Regions from separate parts of the Mus musculus genome. Here all the other regions are linked to region 1. A link is a contact called in public Hi-C and promoter capture Hi-C data. All regions are on one chromosome and are shown on one strand. Each heading gives the region's core, a stretch centred on a gene start, on an enhancer-like site or on the middle of the called end of the contact. The rest is flanking DNA. Distances are from core to core; before and after follow the strand shown.

Region 1 (2,700 bases), core at 54-2,553:
TCACCCCCAAGTGCATAGGCTAGCCCCATTTCCCAACAAGATGGACAGAGGAGGAGCTGGATCTAGAAGCTACAATCCAGTAAAGCCCCCATCCAAGTCTTCTCCCAAGATGGCTCTCCCCTTTCCACTGCCTGCCACTGAGGTCTCTCTAGGGGTGCCCCACTCCTTAAGTGCATCTGAGCCCAGAAAGCCAGGGAAGTGAGAGATAAGTTGCCCGAGTGGGTAGAAATAGACCCCCCCCCCAGACCTCAACACCATTCCCACAAGTCCCAGCAGGGAGCCTAAAGCACCTCCCCCACCCCATGCTGTACCAGGGAAGGGGCTGACAACTGCCCCATGAAGAACTCATCTCCGGTGGTCTGCCATGCTTTTCACCCCGACTAGGCTCCAGGATGAACTCTCAACACTATAGAAAGAATTGCATGGGGTTGGGGGGGGGGGAGGCTTGATCTGTTAGCACTCTTCACCATGGGGCCAGTGTCAGGAAGGCCAGGGAAGATTTGAGAGGGAAAGCAGACAGGAGCCCCGGGTCATGACTCCAGCTCTTTAAAGCAAGTACCCTGGTGGAGAGGGTAAAACAAGTCACACAAAACAAAGGGGGCTCCCTACTGTCCGTGGTCTGGAAATGAGTTATGCTATTATACGCTCAATGACAGGCCAGGGATAATCCTCTGGGATGCCTCAAAAAGGTATCCCCTGTCACCCTACCAGACCTCCAATCCCGCGCATCCTTCCTAGGGGACATGAATGAATACAGCTGCTGCCAGCATGCCCCCGCCTGTCAACTGACCTGCCCCACGCCCTGGGCGCGCACTCCATGACCCCTAGGGGTGTTCCAGAGCCCCCCTCCCTGTAGCCTGCCCGGAGCCCGGATGCCCCACCTTCCAGCCGGCCGAGCTGTTGCTGTCGCCTTTATCCTTGAAGTAGGGCACGTAGCGGACCATCCAGTCGTAGATCTGCGAGAGCGTGAGTCTCTTGTCCGGGGCGCTCTCGATGGCTTTGGTGATGAGGTCGGCGTAGGAAAGGTTCCCCCACGCGTTCCGTCGGGAGCTCTTCGCTTTCCGCAAGGGTCCGACCTCTGCGCCCAGCGGAGGCGCTGGGGCCATCGCTGGGGCCGTCGCCCTGCGTTCCGGCCCGCAGTCCTCGGAACCCTCGGCTACTCCTGCACCCAGCGCCCCGTCCTCGTCGCCGGCCAAGTCCGGCTGCGGCAGAGGCCAGGTACACGAGCGCGGCCGGCTCTGCGGCGCGAAGTCCGGGTCCACGTCCACCTGATGCGCTCGCAGCTTCGCAGCCATGGTCCCGCCCGGCTCGGGCGAGGCAGGGAGGGAGGCTCCGCGGAGGGTGGGCGCGCGGCTCTGGGATCTGCGCGCCCCGGGGAGGCCCGCGGGAGGGGTCCCTGGCGGCGCCGGCTCAACCGCGGGGCGCCATGGGCCGGGGAGCGGAGGCAGGAGGCTGGACAAACTGGCGAGCACGGAGGGAGGCAAAGACCCAGGCAGTGAGGGGGCGGCGGCCCGGGAGCCCAGCGGGCACACACCTCGCCCAGCCCAGCTTCTAGCACCTGCCGCCTGTCTGTGCCCGCAGCCACCACCGCCACCGCCGCTGCCGCCGCTCCGCGGGCGCCGGTCCCGCGCGCGGGCCCCGCTCTCCCGGGACGAGGCTGGCTTGCACCATGCCGGAGCCCGAGCCCGTGCCAGAGCCCGCGCCGCCGCCGCCCCGTGAATGCCGCCGCCGCTCCGGCTCCAGCGCCAGCTCCCGCGCCTGCCGCGCTCAGCGCCGGCTGCACCTCGGGATGGGCGGGGGACGGGGACGGGGCGGACCCGGAGCAAAAGGAGGCGGGGCGTGCTCGCCCAGGGCCGCGGAATCCTTGCTTACTGGGTGCCCCGCCTGCTGACTGTGGGGGGCGTGGAGCTCCCGCTAAGGGCGACCCCGCCGAAGCCCCGCACGCCACAGCGCCCCCTAGGGAGCAGGCGAGAAACGTCTGGCGCGGCCCCGCCCCCTGCCGGGCTCGGGGAGGGCAACGTAGGGGCGGATCCCGAGTGCTTCCATTGGTGCACAGCGGGGCTGCCCCGCCCACAACCTTCAAAGGATTCCTCCCAGGAGCGCGTCAGCAGGTTATTGTTACAACCCGGGGTTTCCCGGGGCAACAGAAATGGGGCGGGGCTCGGAACACTGGTCCCTCCCCGCTTCTACCATCCCCAGAAATGCCCCGCCCTCCTCTTCTGGACCCTTGACGTTTCCAAGTCTTCCTTCCAACAGCCAGACTAAGGGTTGATCTAACTCTCGTCTCTTTGTGCCATGGACCAGTCTAGGGAAAAGAAATGGTTTGATAATTCCTGGATTGTAGGCCAGGCGTTATACCACAACCCTACCTGTTCTCTGTGCAAATGGGGCTTCCTGGGCTTTTACTGTGCTTGCAAGCACAATTTTAGAGCATTGGTTCTCAAAGTTCAGTGTGTGGTAGGTTTTATCCTACAGAGGATTAAAACAGATGCCTGAACCCCGACCGTCGAGTGTCTGGCGGCAGGTCTGTGCTGGGGCCGAGACTTCACATTTCTAGCAAGCTGACAGGCACTAGGGACCTCACTTTAGGTACCACTGTCTTCCAGGCTGTGGAAGGTTCCCAAAGGGGCTGTTGAAACAAGTGCTCACCCCCAAAGTTAAGAACGGTTGGGGAGGAACTCACTCGTTTAATGGGTATAT
Region 2 (2,700 bases), core at 93-2,592, 820 kb before region 1:
TGACCTCAGGCTGTCTTCCCCGCCAAGTCCAGATGGCATTACTGTACTATCAGCTTTCTCGGCTTGGCCCCTCCCCCTCCCACAGTCCTCTCCCCCTCTGTTTGACAGGTTTAATGCAACTCCCTGGCACCTCCTCCCGTCCATGTGATGCAAAGCCAGCAAGTCATAGGACGGAAGAGCCAAGAAAACCAGGTGCTAAATCATGCAAGGTCAGGCTTCCCGGCAGCTCCCAGCTCCCCAGTGTCCCAGGCAGCTTTTCTTCCATGATTTTCCTAAGCCATATACATCCCCCATGGCTTGCATTGATATCCTGCAGAATCTCAAGGATGGATGGAACCTTCCAGAGACATTAAGCCAAACAACAGTCTGCTCTTGCAGCCATTCCCCCTTTGCCCCCCTCTCTCTCCCAGCTGTAGAGCTGCTGTGTGCCAGCTTTTATCCCTTGGCACTCAGCCATGATCCTGGGAAGGCACTGCTTACGAAAGCCAGGCCTGTGGTAAAGTGTTTCCCTTTAAGATGGTGTTTATTGCTCCTACTTATAGCTGACAAAAGATTCGATAAGGTGTGGTGGTTGTGCCTTGGGTCACACAAGTTATCTGGATTGAACCAGATCTGACTCACATTGGTACCATTCACTTTAGTCTGCGTCACCATCCGTAAGTGCACCCAAGAGCTAGAAGTACAAATGGTTGCTATGATACCAACCAAGTCAGTACAGTGAGAATAAAGTGTGCCACCTTCAGAGGTGGCGTTCAGGTGCCCCGTGGGGAGGGAGATGACTATGTTGAACAAAATCCCTTTGAAAGCCACCACAATTTAAGGTGAAATGGTGACAGGAATCAAGGTCAGAGAAAGGATGGCTATGTATGGGAGCGTGAAAAGACTTGTTCCGGGGAATGAAGACAAGTGGTACATGAAAGAAGGGGGGATGGAGTCCTGTGCTGTCTGGGAGAACATTCTGCGTGTTGCCAAACCTGCACTGCTGCAGCCTCTGATGGCCCCTCCCACATCACTTACACACACACACACACACACACACACACACACACTCGCACATATACCCCTTTAAATGTTGCCAAGCTAAGAAATGTAGGAAGGAACAAAGCTTTATATCTTAATGGACACAGTGCGGGGACAAAACAACACCGTCTCAAAGAGAGGTAGCAGGTGCTGCCAAAACACAAGGCCTTTAGAAACCACAGAAATTCCAGGGCTCAGAATAGAAGCCCAGTTTCCAAACCCATCTGGTTCTCATGGGGCAGTTGCCCACTGACGTTGGGCTAGATCAGGAAGGTGGCTGTGTACGGAGGCTTTGGAGGCATAGCCTTGCCGGAGGAAGTGTGTCACTTGGGGTGGGCCTTGAGGTTTCATTTTGAGTATGTTCCGCTTCCTGTCTGCAGTTCCAGGTGTGACTTTTCATCTGCTCGCTGCCAAGCTTCCCTGCTGTGACGGTCCCTCAGGAGCCAGAAGCCCCAAATAAACTCCTCCTTCTCTAAGTTGCGTTGGTCATGATGTTTTATCACAACAATATAAAAGTAACTAAGGCATCTCGTAAGGCAGTGATCTATATGAACCTGGAATTCCTAAGCCAATGGCAATGCCAGGAGTTTTGTTTTTTCCTTTTTTTTCAATAACTCTTTTGTGCATTTTATTTCTATGTGTATGGATGTTTTGTCTGCATGTATATGTGTGCACCACATGCATGCCTGGTGCCTGCTGAAGAGGATCTCCTGGAACTGGAGTTATAGATAGTTGTAAGATACCATGTGGGTGCTGAGAAATGGATCCTGTGTCTTTTGGAAGAGCAGCCACTGCTCTTAACTACCTACCTCTCCAGCCACACCACTAGGTTTTCTGTCAGGATCTAAGAACATGAACTTTGAGGGTGGTGACAAATAGCTGCTGCTTGTGTCCTTAAAACATCTGCCCAGACTACCACCAAACAGAGGCCATACTTGTGAGCACAGGGGACAATGTCCAGTTGTGTTTGATGAGAGTCACTCCCCACTTTAATGTAGATGGTATTCAGTGATTTGGTTGGTCCTAAAACCTCCTTTATCCCCCAAATTAACTTCTTCCATTTTTCCTATATTTGCAGGGTGCCCTTACCATGACTTAAGCCATTTTGTCTCCTTTCCTCTAGAGTTTCAAGTGATCCTGATTTCATCTCTGCCACAAAACTATTCCAGGCCTTTTCCCCATCTCTCTCCTCCCTACCCTGGCCTGTTTGACACAGGACTGGTCAGGAGGGATGCTGAACCCACAACAGCGATGCTCATGATCCACTTATGCTATGTCTCACAATCTAAAGACCCAAAGCCTCCAATATACCCTCCATCCGCCCCGCACACAATTAATCAGACAAGACATAGGAAGACGTTTTTCCCAAGTGCAGAATCATGTATATTCTGAGTGACTCAGCTATTGACATTCAAGTTTTGACCAGTTTCAAGATGTTGCTACAAGACAGTGGAAAGACCACACACACCCCCTGAATCTATATTACAGAGGAAGACTTGGTGTTGGCGTACACGAGTCAGGGTTTCAGGTTATGCAGGGCCTCTAGAAGGTTCCTTGGATGCCTTACTCGCTTCATGTTGTGAAGTACCTGTGTCTAGAAGGAAGGCCTGTAAGTGCGCTCTGTATCTTGGGGCCCATACTACTATTGAGCTTGCTAAGGCCAAGAATACATAGCCTCTT
Region 3 (2,700 bases), core at 79-2,578, 860 kb before region 1:
CTTCCACCTTTGTGTCTCCAGGCTCCACAGGATAAAGTTCAAGGGTCTTAAGGAATACAAAGGTTGTGTATACCAAGAGGCAAGATGCCTCTTCAGCCTTACCAAAGCACTTTGGTTCACAGAACATTACCCAGTTGCAAACTCCAACTTGTAACTCCACTTAGAATAACCTTCCCCACTTGATCAGGCCCTCTGTCCATCTTTTGATGAGTCATCTCCATCACCCTGACACCCCCGTCTCACTACCCCGGGGATCTGACTGCACTTTGTACATACCTCCACTACAGCATTTATCATTCTGATCTGTGATTATGGCTGGTGTCCAGGCCCTCGCTAGACTGTGAGATCCTTGAGGGCAGTGTCTTATTCATCTCTGTATTCCCAGTGCCTAGCTCATACAGAAGGCTGAAAGGCCATCCAGATCAAGAGGAAAGTAACCCAAGATTGGTTAGAGGGGGTCAGATCTCTGGAAGAGAAGAGCCCATCACCTGCAGTGGGCCACCAGATGAGTGGATCTTGTGTTCAGGCATTTCGGAGACAGGAATATAGAAATCTGACACTGCCGCGGCCAGGTAAAACATCGCAGAAGAGCCTGTGAAGATAAACGGAGTATAAGAAATCGGGGAAGGGCATGGAATCTTTTCTTTAACTCGGGTTCCTTGGCTGTGGGGTAGGCAGCAAGCAATAGGGAAAAGAGGCTAGGGAGAACGGCTCTACAGCCAGGAAAACCTTTGGATTTCCTTGGAACATTCACCTAATGGACTGAGAGCCAGGGCAGCAGCCTGCAGCAGATGCAGATAATCCGCCAAAGTGGTAAACTCTACAGCCAGAAAGGTGCCGGCAGCGGCTGCCTCTTGGTAGCTCTGCAATGCTGCAGCAAAGCCCGGGAGCGCATTCTCTTCGGCCTCCAGACTCAGCTTGCCCGACTGGGCTGGGCCAGAAGGCCGAAGGGCTGACAGCCAGGCCTGGGGCGGGAAGCGGTGGGCATAGGGGAAGGCCGAGCGCGCTCGGTACAAGAACAGGACTCCATAGCCGGCAGCCAGGAAGACCTCCGCCGACGCGGCTCCGCGTCGCCCGCTACTGAAGTTGTCCAGAAAGCGCACGGCTCGCGCTTCCAGGGGGACCTTGGTGCCTCCAGATGTGATCAGCACCACCCGCCGGCCCTGCTCGCCCAGCCTGGCCGCAAAGCGAGCCATAACCTCGGCCCAGCGCGCAGCACCCGCAGGACGCGGCAACTCAGCCACCAGGTCCATTTCCGCCATCTGCACTGTAGTCACCCCACGGTAGAACCACAGCGCCCGGGCACGCCGGGCCGCTGGCGCCACGCCCCCTTCCGGATACCTGGGCTGCGCGCAGCCGCAAATAGTGACTATGGTCATTCCCTTTCCTATGTCCGCCAGTAGGTCCTGATCTCGCTAAGGCTCGAAATGCTTGCCTGTTCTGGGAAAGCCCGTCGGGAAGCGTCTAGAGGAAGAACGTATCTAGAAAATCCAGAAAAATTATGCTTCCTGTGGATTTCCTAGTTTGGAAAACGAAATGGTTGTTTTTGACCTATACCGGCCACCGTATAGTTCTCCCCAGGCTCGGGCTACATGGCAGTCAAGTTCTGGCTATTTAACCTTTGAGATTTAGAGTTTGTGCTCTCCCCTCCCCAATTGTCGCAGTCAGTCCCGCCCCTCCCCCTTGCCCTTGAAATCCCGACGTCCGGGCTGGCCCGTGGTTGTCACGTGACACCTCAGCCTTGCGGATGCTAGCCAGGCAACCGTCCTGGAGACCGACGCCGCCGGCCGCACCATGAACGTGATCTACCCGCTGGCGGTGCCCAAGGGGCGCCGGCTCTCCTGTGAGGTGTGCGAAGCCCCGGCCGAGCGGATGTGCACGGCCTGTACAGTCACTTATTACTGGTAGGCCCTGGAACATGGTGCCTGGTGCCTCTGCTCCCTCCCTGTCTCCCAACACGGGTCTGGCCTCGTGTGTCTGTCCTTTGTGGCCTTTCCTGCCAGGGACCCCACAAGTCCAGAGCAGGCTTGAAGACGCGTGTCTAAGACTTCTGTGGCTTCCTCTGCGTCTTCTCCGGCTCTGCTGGGTTTTTTGCCTGATGTTTTGCGGGGCTCCTACTGTTACTGTGTTGCAAACCCTTCCTGGTGCTGAACATAATGGGGCCATTTCTGTAGATCTCTCCTCTCAAAGCTCAAGGAGAACTCTGAAGACAGAGAAGTAGACAAATGATAATTTCAGGGAGAAATGGCAAGTCAAAGGAAATGGGAGGAGAAATTGGGCAGACAGCTTCTCTCAGAGTAGACGATTGGTCTGAAGTTAAGGAGCTAAAGAGCCGGTGTTCTTGCCCTACAAAGGCACAGGTAGGGTTCTTAAGTAGGGAAGACGTGTTCTTCAGGACTAGAAGAAAGACTATTGGCCAGTGCACAGCTAAGGGAGTTTGAATGTAGGAGAGGTAGTAATTCAAGATGCGAGGGGTTTAAATGTATTCGCATTAACACCATCCCCATCCTTTTTTATAAGAGAGTTTCATGTAGTTGGTCTCAAACTCACTATGTAAGCTAAGAATTGAACTTTTGAACATCGTACCCACACCCCTCAAGGGCCGGAGTTGCAAGTATGTGTTGCCATGCCTGGTTTGTGTAGTACTAGAGAGAGAACTCAAGGCACCGTGCATACTAGACAAACTACCAACTAAGTCAC

Evidence for each region. Promoter capture Hi-C pulls out the DNA fragments that hold promoters and counts their contacts. A called contact is a pair of places that touch in the nucleus more often than the background predicts.
Region 2: a Hi-C map of cortical neurons shows a contact between it and region 1, with 4 times the contacts expected there. The contact joins the enhancer-like site here to the promoter of Foxo6 in region 1. A contact is called at or near these places in 3 of 39 promoter capture datasets (the 3T3-L1 cell line, hippocampal neurons and liver), 1 of 484 Hi-C or Micro-C datasets (cortical neurons) and 1 of 115 datasets of contacts at active chromatin or transcription factors (large pre-B cells).
Region 3: a contact with region 1 is called in a promoter capture Hi-C map of embryonic stem cells, with 3 times the contacts expected there. The contact joins the promoter of Ppcs here to the promoter of Foxo6 in region 1. A contact is called at or near these places in 8 of 39 promoter capture datasets (the 3T3-L1 cell line, cranial neural crest, embryonic stem cells and 3 more), 1 of 484 Hi-C or Micro-C datasets (embryonic stem cells), 3 of 115 datasets of contacts at active chromatin or transcription factors (astrocytes, embryonic forebrain and embryonic stem cells) and 1 of 9 other capture datasets (liver).

The regions. Positions count from the first base shown.
Region 1 is chr4:120,285,958-120,288,657 of GRCm38.p6, forward strand. It overlaps Foxo6 (forkhead box O6), which reads right to left and starts at 1,304. Exons shown (of 2, transcript NM_194060.1): 1 at 882-1,304. The coding sequence starts at 1,295.
Region 2 is chr4:119,462,904-119,465,603 of GRCm38.p6, forward strand. Rimkla (ribosomal modification protein rimK-like family member A) reads right to left here. Exons shown (of 5, transcript NM_177572.4): 5 at 2,380-2,700. Among named protein-coding and RNA genes, the nearest start is that of Rimkla, 28 kb to the right of the region's middle. Within about 2 kb of position 1,343, at least 139 of the 459 cell types and tissues checked have an H3K27ac peak or open chromatin away from gene starts, as enhancers often do. A contact at or near this core is called in cortical neurons, where this site is marked.
Region 3 is chr4:119,421,092-119,423,791 of GRCm38.p6, forward strand. It overlaps Ppcs (phosphopantothenoylcysteine synthetase), which reads right to left and starts at 1,329. Exons shown (of 3, transcript NM_026494.4): 1 at 755-1,329; 2 at 489-592. The coding sequence starts at 1,262. It overlaps Zmynd12 (zinc finger, MYND domain containing 12), which reads left to right and starts at 1,593. Exons shown (of 8, transcript NM_001014900.2): 1 at 1,593-1,904. The coding sequence starts at 1,795.